3 separate regions of the Mus musculus genome follow, and all the other regions are linked to region 2. A link is a contact called in public promoter capture Hi-C data. All regions are on one chromosome and are shown on one strand. Each heading gives the region's core, a stretch centred on a gene start, on an enhancer-like site or on the middle of the called end of the contact. The rest is flanking DNA. Distances are from core to core; before and after follow the strand shown.

What was found. Promoter capture Hi-C pulls out the DNA fragments that hold promoters and counts their contacts.
Region 1: a contact with region 2 is called in a promoter capture Hi-C map of pre-B cells, with 5 times the contacts expected there. The contact joins the promoter of Rasa4 here to the promoter of Col26a1 in region 2. A contact is called at or near these places in 4 of 39 promoter capture datasets (hippocampal neurons, liver and pre-B cells) and 1 of 115 datasets of contacts at active chromatin or transcription factors (large pre-B cells).
Region 3: a contact with region 2 is called in a promoter capture Hi-C map of liver, with 2.4 times the contacts expected there. The contact joins the promoter of Upk3b here to the promoter of Col26a1 in region 2. A contact is called at or near these places in 5 of 39 promoter capture datasets (the C10 cell line, hematopoietic stem and progenitor cells, liver and 1 more) and 1 of 9 other capture datasets (adipose tissue).

The regions. Positions count from the first base shown.
Region 1 is chr5:136,082,644-136,085,488 of GRCm38.p6, reverse strand. It overlaps Rasa4 (RAS p21 protein activator 4), which reads right to left and starts at 1,573. Exons shown (of 21, transcript NM_133914.3): 1 at 1,312-1,573. The coding sequence starts at 1,376.
Region 2 is chr5:136,881,915-136,884,614 of GRCm38.p6, reverse strand. Col26a1 (collagen, type XXVI, alpha 1) reads left to right here and starts at 1,400. Exons shown (of 13, transcript NM_001346699.1): 1 at 1,400-1,765. The coding sequence starts at 1,608.
Region 3 is chr5:136,037,091-136,039,790 of GRCm38.p6, reverse strand. It overlaps Upk3b (uroplakin 3B), which reads right to left and starts at 1,295. Exons shown (of 6, transcript NM_175309.4): 1 at 905-1,295; 2 at 600-749. The coding sequence starts at 989.

The sequences.
Region 1 (2,845 bases), core at 324-2,823, 800 kb after region 2:
CTTGCGGGAGGGTGTAGGGGACTGAGAAGGCCTGGAGAGCTGGGGCCCGAGATCCCCTGTGGAGGCTCAACCAGCCTCCACCCTAGAGACCTAATTTCCACTGGAGCCCCTCCTCCCTTTATGCACAGAAACCCACCTTAAGTCAGCCCACCCTCCTCCCTCCCCATTGCCATGGCAACTGCTGAGCTGGCCTCTTCAGGCCCAGGGGGCCTTGAACTGGAACCGCTCCTGGCACTGAGAGTGCTGGGAGAGCCCGCCTGCCCGCCGGAGAGATGAACACACACACACACACACACACACACACACACACACACACACCTCCCCAATTCTCAGTTCTCTGTAGCCAGGAAACCCACCGGGACCCGGAGCGCACTTTGAACCCTAGGCCTCTGCCCCGCCCTTTCTTCGGTTTTATGATCGTGGCTTCTCCCCGACACTAGGATTTCAAGCACTTGGGTCCAGAAAGGGAAACTGAATCTTTGCAAATGAGGACATAAGAAAGCCACGAGACACGTTCTAGGAGTCACGCAGTTGACCTCGGGAACTCACTAAAAACAGTGTGACAAAGGGGTGTCCGAAAGCTCCCCAAATCTGGCGATGGATTAGAGGAAGCTTTATGAAGGACGGTAATGCATTTTAGGAGCCCTAGATTCACGACCTTGCTTTGACACCACCAGCTAACATTTCCTGTCTGTCGGCATCGGTTTTCTAATCTGTAAAGTGGTCCGAGGAGAAATGCCTTGCAGGGAGCGATTAAAGGGAGAGGCCCGGCAAAGTCAAGGGAGACTCTAAATCCTGCCTCTATGCATCCCTCCTGTCCCCTTGACCTACACCCCCACCCCCACTTTTCACACCTGCATGCCTTGCCCAAATGAATAGCGAATAGCGAACAAGTCCGGCGGACAACTCTTGGGGTTGTTATGGACTCCCAAACTACAGAGAGAGGGGGGGACACTCCGCCCCTTTCAGCCACACCCTGGGCAGTTCTTGCGATGCCATCCCAGTGCCAGTTTCAGTCTTTTAAAACTCCTGCCCCCCTATGAGCCCTGGCTTCCTGCTGTTCCCAGGTGGAGAAGCCCCTCCCTTGTCTCTAGCCCTCCGCCTCTAGCTTGCCCCTCCACTCTGTCAGGTATTCACAGCAAATCTCGCTGTCCCCATTTTCGTAGCCAGTCCCCCTCCGTGGCTGTACACGCCACATCCTCTCCGCTGCTCTCCTTGTGGGGAAGCCCTAAGGACCCCCCGCAAAGGTCAAGTATATAAAAGGGGATCCCATCAAAGTTGGGGTGGCCACCACCCGTACCCACTACTCACATGTCCTTGGCGGGCAGATTTTTCCCTTCTACGATTCGGATGGACAGCGAACTGCGCTTGGCCATTGCGGGTCGGCGACGTGGAGGCCTGGCGGGGAGGGGTTCGGACTCATGGGTCCCCTCTCGGGGTAAGGAGGGGGAACAGTGCGAGTGGCGCTGCAGGCAGGCGGGTGCGGAGGCCAGAGAGGGGAGCGCTGGGGCTGAGGGATCTCCGCTACTCCATTCACCCCTCCCCGCCCCTCCTGCGGGGGCGGGGAGACACTGCATGGAAGGACCAATCAGCGTCCTGGATGCCCAGAATGGGCGCGGCCTATGCGGCTTGCGTCCCTCATTGGCCACCTGGAAGGGAGGGCGGGCGGGGCCTGCCCCGAAGTGTAGCTGCTGGCACCCGGAGATTCTTCCACCACCAGGATCCCTCCTGGTGCTCTCGATTCTCAGAGAGAGAGCCCAGGCTCACGGAGGGACCTGGGTGTGCAGCATAGCTGCAAATCCATTAATGGCCGCACGCTGGGAGTAACTTGTCTGTGACAGACCTGGAAAGATGTGAAGACTCAGGCAGTTGGGAAAGTTTGAGGACATCAAATCTGGAAAACAGGATTGTTTGGGGCGTGTTTGTATTGTGGTTTCGTGTGTGTTCAGGTGTGCAGGTAGAGGCCAGAGATCACCCTCCGATTTCATTCTTCAAGATCCGTCCACCATTTATTTATTTGTTTATTTATTTATTTTTGAGACAGGGTTTTTCTGTGTAGCCCTAGCTGTCCTAGAACTCTCTCTACAGACCAGGCTGGGCTCGAATACAAAGATTCACTTGTCTCTGCCTCCCAAGTGTTGGGATTAAAAGCCTGCACCACCACCTCCAGGCTCTGGCTACCTTTTTAAAATTTTTGTTTTTTATTGGCTGATTGATTAGGGTGTGGCTTACATGTTGTGGTCCCAAGTGGAAATCAGAGGACACCCGCAAGAATCTTTTCTTTACTTTCACCAAATGGGTCCCAGGGATCAAATTCAGATTATCAGACTTGGGCAGGAGTCTTTCTACTGACCCATCTCCTCTGCCCCACCTTGTAAGACACAAGGTCTCTCATTGGCTTGAAACCTCCCCAGTAGTCTAGACTGGCTGGCCAGTGAGACTCCAGGATCCACCTTTCTCCATCTTGCCCACTTCTGGAGTTCTTTACAAGAGTTCAACACCATGCCCAGCTATCCATTAGTCCTGGGAACGAGTGATTCTTCTGCTTGCAAAGCAGTTTAGCAAGTGAACCATACTTACCTAGCCCTAGATCTGCATTCCAGCCCGCCATCGCTGCCCATACTGGTGACCAAACCTAGGTCCTTGAGTGTCCTGGTCAAAAATTCTGCTACGAGTGACATCATTTTATTCTTCTTTACCCCAAAATAAGATTCCATTGGGGATACAGACATACATACAGATTTTTTTTTTTTTTTGACACAGGGTTTCTTTGAGTAACCCTGACTGTCCTGGAACTCTATAAACCAGGCTGACTTCAAACTCACAGAGATTCCCCTCGCCTCTG
Region 2 (2,700 bases), core at 151-2,650:
ATTGCTTGGGGCTGGAATTATAGTCTCCCACACCATCTGGCTTTAGGACTGTTGTTAGGAAAGAGTGAGCCACCCACTCTGTTGACTTGCTATCTGGTCTAATATAGTCCTATAGATACATAACTCACAGGTACCTTCTAGCATGGGTACCCCAATATATCACACTCAACTCTCTTTACCTTCTTCCCTAAATTGCCCATCCCTTCCCGAGAGTTCCTCCAATCCCAACTTAGTTCTTTTGTCTGTTACCAAGTCTTGTGATGTAGCCCAGGCTGACCAATACTCCTGCTTCCAACTTCCTAGAACTGGAATCGCAGATATGCACTGCCGTGCTCAGCCTGGCTCTGTTTTATTTTGTGGAATGTCCACCCTTCCCAAGTTCTCATGGGTCTCGGAGGCCGGGTTTACTCTTCACAGAGTAGATAGCCCCTTCATGGGATGCGCGTCTTAGACCTAGGACCTTTTTTCACACCCCCCATCCATGTCTCCCTCGGGCTCTGAAGGGTTTGGAGGACCCCCACTTTATGGGGAGGGGTGTTCAGCGCCTCCTCCCAAAGGAATCTGAAGTGTGCCTCATGGATACCGGCGACATTCAACAAATGGTTAGCTCACAGCCTCCTCTTCACCTGGATTTGAAAATACTCTTGTCTTCTAACCTTCCCTCCACACCGTGACTAACGAGAAAGACCAGAATATTCCACATTGCTGTCAACTGGCCTGTGCTGTGGGTGCTACTATCAGATGCAGAACCCCGTTTGTACTTTCTGGGTTACTGTTGTCACTATGAAGCTTAGGCTGGCCCCAAATTCACAATCAGCATGTGGAGCCTTGGGATTATAGGGGTCACTACCACACAAGCTAGGCTTAAGTGTGTGTGTGAGAGGGGGCTTATGCACACGCGTGTGCATGGGTAAATTGAGGCTAGAGAGTAACATAGGGTGTCCGGCTCTAGTCCTCTTGTTTTCTTACCTCCATTCAAGGTTTCCCTCACTGAACCTTGAGCCCGGTCAGAAGCCCCAGGGCTGGAGGCTCTAAGGATGGGGTTAAGTGTCATGGCAGGCTTTTTATATGGGTGTCAGGTTTCTGTAGCACACACTTTTACCACAGAACCTTGCTTAACTTTCCTTGAGTCCAAGATCTACCTCTGAAAAATGGAGATAGTGATATCTCACAGTGTCACGGTGTTTGATCAAAGACTGGGTACTGAGAGGGACCAAATCCTCCTCCACCTTGGTATGGAAAGTGCAAAATGTGTATAAGAGCCCACAATGTAAGATTTAGTGTTTGGAAACATGTGTGTCCCTGGGGGTACCCCCGGCTTGGTAGCCACCTCCTCAGTCCTGGACCGCTGAGGGTTAAAAAGAAAGACCCACGCCCCCTTCGACTGCGCAGAGCCCACCTCGCCGAATTTGAAAAGGCGGCCCTGGAGAGGCGTGGGCGCCCCCCCCCCCCAAGACGACTTCCACCTCCGACCCTGACTTCACGCCATCACCGGCTAGCTCCCTGCGCTCCAGCCTGGGGCAACAGGGTCAGTCCAGCGGTCTGGGGCACTCCTGATCGGCTCCCGGCTCCCGGGACCCTAGGTCCCCGCGGGAGAGCGGTGCAAAATGAAGCTGGTTTTGCTGTTACCATGGGCGTGCTGCTGCTTGTGCGGGTCGGCGCTGGCCACCGGCTTTCTCTACCCGTTCCCGGCAGCAGCCTTGCAGCAGCACGGCTACCCGGAGCAGGGCGCCGGCTCCCCCGGCAACGGCTACTCGAGTCGCCGGTGAGTAACGCCAGTGGCCGGGCCTGGGGGCACGATGGTTGGATCCCGGGACAGCGGGGGCTCGGAAGAGCCGTGACCGGGTACTAGTAACGCAGGACAGTGAGCCAGGGTCCCGGAGGGTTGGATCCAGCGACATCAGGGGCTGTGAAGAACATTGGCCCGGTGCTGGGGGACGCGGGATAGCGGACCAAGGACTGGACCACAGAAAAGGTGGTCGAATGTTAGGAAGCAGAGGCTCGACGGCGTGAGGGCCAGATCGTGGGACAACAGAGGATCCGAGGAGTTGAGGTCTGTTGGGTGTTGGGGTCGAAAGGCATCGAGTTTGAGGCGCCGCGGAGCTGGATCGTCGGGCAGTGGGGATTCTGAGGCGTAATGGCTAGGGGCTGGGGGCGCAGGAACTAGATCAAAGGACAGTGAGGACTCCGAGGAGTGGTGGCTGGATGTTGGGGTATTCAGGACACGGGGGCGTGAGAATTAGAGCCAGTGCGCGCTCCAAGGCGCAGTGACCCCCTGCTGAGTGCTCTGTGTTTGGGGACGCACCACAGAGACTAAGAGGCGAAGTGGTCCAGTGATTGGGAAGAAAGGACACGGGACTTGTACCACGAGGCCTGAGGGCACGGAGACCGAAAGCGAGATGGGGAACAGTGGGGTGGCCTCCGAGGCACAGTAGCCCAGTGCTAAGGACGCAGGCCTGGGGACTACGGACGCCTGGAACGCACGACCGTAGGAGCCTTGTGGTCGGGTGCAGGAGAGGGAATAGATATTGTGATCATTTGCTGGGACCCCGGGCCTAAAGAGTTCGGGGAGCCAACTTGTGTGAGAGGGGTTCTGGAAACCTGGGGCCTCAGACTTGGTGGTCTCCGGTCGCGCCCACCCGTCCTTTCCCTTTTTTTTTTTTTTTTGCCCTGTGCCCATCGGCCCTGGGCTTCGAATGG
Region 3 (2,700 bases), core at 46-2,545, 840 kb after region 2:
AAGGAATAGAGAGCAGCGGACTGCTTCTGTCCCAGGAAGCGATCTGCAGAGGGCGTGACCCCACTTCCCCAGGTGACATAATGGGTCTCGATCCCCATCGGGGCTCCAACAACTCAGGATCACACATGAGATATTTACATTAAAAATTCGTATTGGTAGCAAAATTACAGTTATGAAATAGCAATGAAATAATTTTTTTGTTGGGGTGGGGGTCACCACAGCATGAGGAACTGCGTTGAAGGGGCGTCAGCATTAGGAAGGTTGTACTTGCCTAGCAATGCATAAACCCTGGCCTCTATCCCTGGTACCACATGGACTGGCATGGTTGTGCATGCCCACCGTCCCAGCAATTGGAAGGTGGAGGCAGTAAGCTCAGAAGTTTAAGGTCACCTGGGCTACAGCAGACCCTGTCTCAAAAAAAAAAAAAAAAAAAGGACAGGCTTTGCCCACCTTGTGCTCAACACATCCCTGGCTAATCTAATCTACAGTCCTGACCCTCACACCCAGAGACAAGGTCAATGTTACCATCCACCCAGATCCTCGGGTATCTCTTCTCAGCCCATGCCCTCACCCCAAGACCCCAAGTCCTCAGCACGCACCATTGCTGAAAGCCACCACTAGCCAGATGGTGTCCTTAGTTGAGACATGCTCATCAAAGACGCACCGAGGCTGCTCCAGAGAGAATGTAGTGGCTGTGATCTTCCCTTCCAGGTCCCAGGCTGTTATCTGCGGCACGTAGGCAATCAGGTCTATAGCCATGGGGGACAAAGGTGAGAATCGAGATAAGCACTGCTGTTCTGTGGGGCTCCCCCTCCCCTCCCCGATTCTCTCGGTCCAGGAGGTGTAATAGGTTCCCAGAACCCTAGGTTTGGCTAAGGGCATCCATTGCAAGAGCTCCACTCACCTAGACTCAGGCTTTGGGGGAGCCACACGAGCACCAGGAGAAGCAGGGGCGGCGGAGGGTGAGGCTGCCACCGCGTTCGCACCATGACTGCCACAGCACTTGATCAGGCCTGACCAGGCTTAGGGGCTGGTCCTGTCTCACCCCACCTCCGACACCTCTGGCCTACAGTTGCTGGTCACTTGGACTGCCAGGAGAACAGGAAAGACCTGAACCTATGAGCTCACCCCTCCCTGCTCCCAGCCCACCCCAGGGAGGGGCTCAGTGGGCTCCTGAACAGGGGCCCCACTCCAGAACTAAGGGAGAGGAGCCATTTAGGGTTGGCCTTCACGTGACCCCCCAGTCACCTCCATCCCAAAGCTGATGTCTAAATTGTGGTACCACCTTACTCCCTGGCCCTGGGAGGGAGACTCCCCTCCTCTATCTGGGCCCAGAACCACATGCCTAGGATTCCTGAACTCTGGGTGCCAGGAGCCACCCTCTGGCCATCCATCCTTATCCAGGAAGTGAGGAGAGGGGAGAGCCTGTGTGGTAGGCTGGCCCTGACCTAGTCCAGCCCCAAAGCAGCTCCCAGACACTGCCTGCCCTCCATGTAGCCTGTGCCCAAGGAGATATGTCTTCCCCAGCTCGGAATGTCCGTTCCTTCTCCAGTGGAAGCACTAGTCCTCCGAAAGGACGGGACAGCCTTTGGTGACTGACAAACATTTTGTTTATACAAACCCTACAAGTCCTTTTTGTTTGTTTGTTTTGTTTTGTTTTGTCGAGACAGAGTTTCTCTGTGTAGCCTTGGCTGTCCTGGAACTCACTTTGTAGACCAGGCTGGCCTCGAACTCAGAAATCTGCCTGCCTCTGTCTCCTGAGTGCTAACCCTACGAGTCTTATTCTATGTCGTTTTAAGTTTGTTTGTCTGTTTTTGAGACAGGTTCCCATGTAGTACAGACTAGCCTCAAACTCACTATATAACAGAAGATGACTTTTGAACTCTTTTTTTTTTTTTTCTTTTTTCCTTTTTTGGTTTTTCCAGACAGGGTTTCTCTGTGTAGCCCCGACTGTCCTGGAACTCACTCTGTAGACCAGGCTGGCCTTGAACTCAAAGGTCCACCTGCCTCTGCCTCCCAAATGTTGGGATTAAAGGCGTGTGTCTCTCTCTGCCTGGCAGTCTTTGAACTTTTGATGCCCCTGTGATCACAGATAGGCACTGCTAGCTTCTGCAAGCAACCTGGCAACCAAACACACACACACACACACACACACACACACACACACACACACACACACCCGCTATAAGACCCACAGACCAGTGACCCTGTGTGTGTGTATGCTTTTCAAACAGATCTTGCTAAGAATCTCTGGCCAACTAGGAATTCTTGCTGTGTAGTCCAGGCTGGCCTTGAACTCATGATCTTCTTGCCACCTTTTTCCAAATTCTGGGATTCATGTGTGCACTACTACAGCAGCATGAATGTGCCTTTTTTGTTTGTTATTGAAGACCTGGTTGGTACACAGTTCCTTGCATCCATGCTGATGTAGTCACCTTTCCATTGCTATGACAAAACACCATGCCCAAGGCGACTTATAAAAGAAGCATTTAGTTGGGCTTGCTGTTTGGAGGGTTAGAGTCCATGATGGTGGAGCAATGGCGTGGCAGTAGAAATACGCAAAAGCTCACATACTGATCCTCAAGTAGGAGATAGAAAGAAAACACTGGAAATGGCTTTAAAAACTCCAAAGTCCACCCCTAGTGACACACTTTCTCCAACAAGGCCACACCTCCTAACCCTTCCCAAACAGTTCTACCA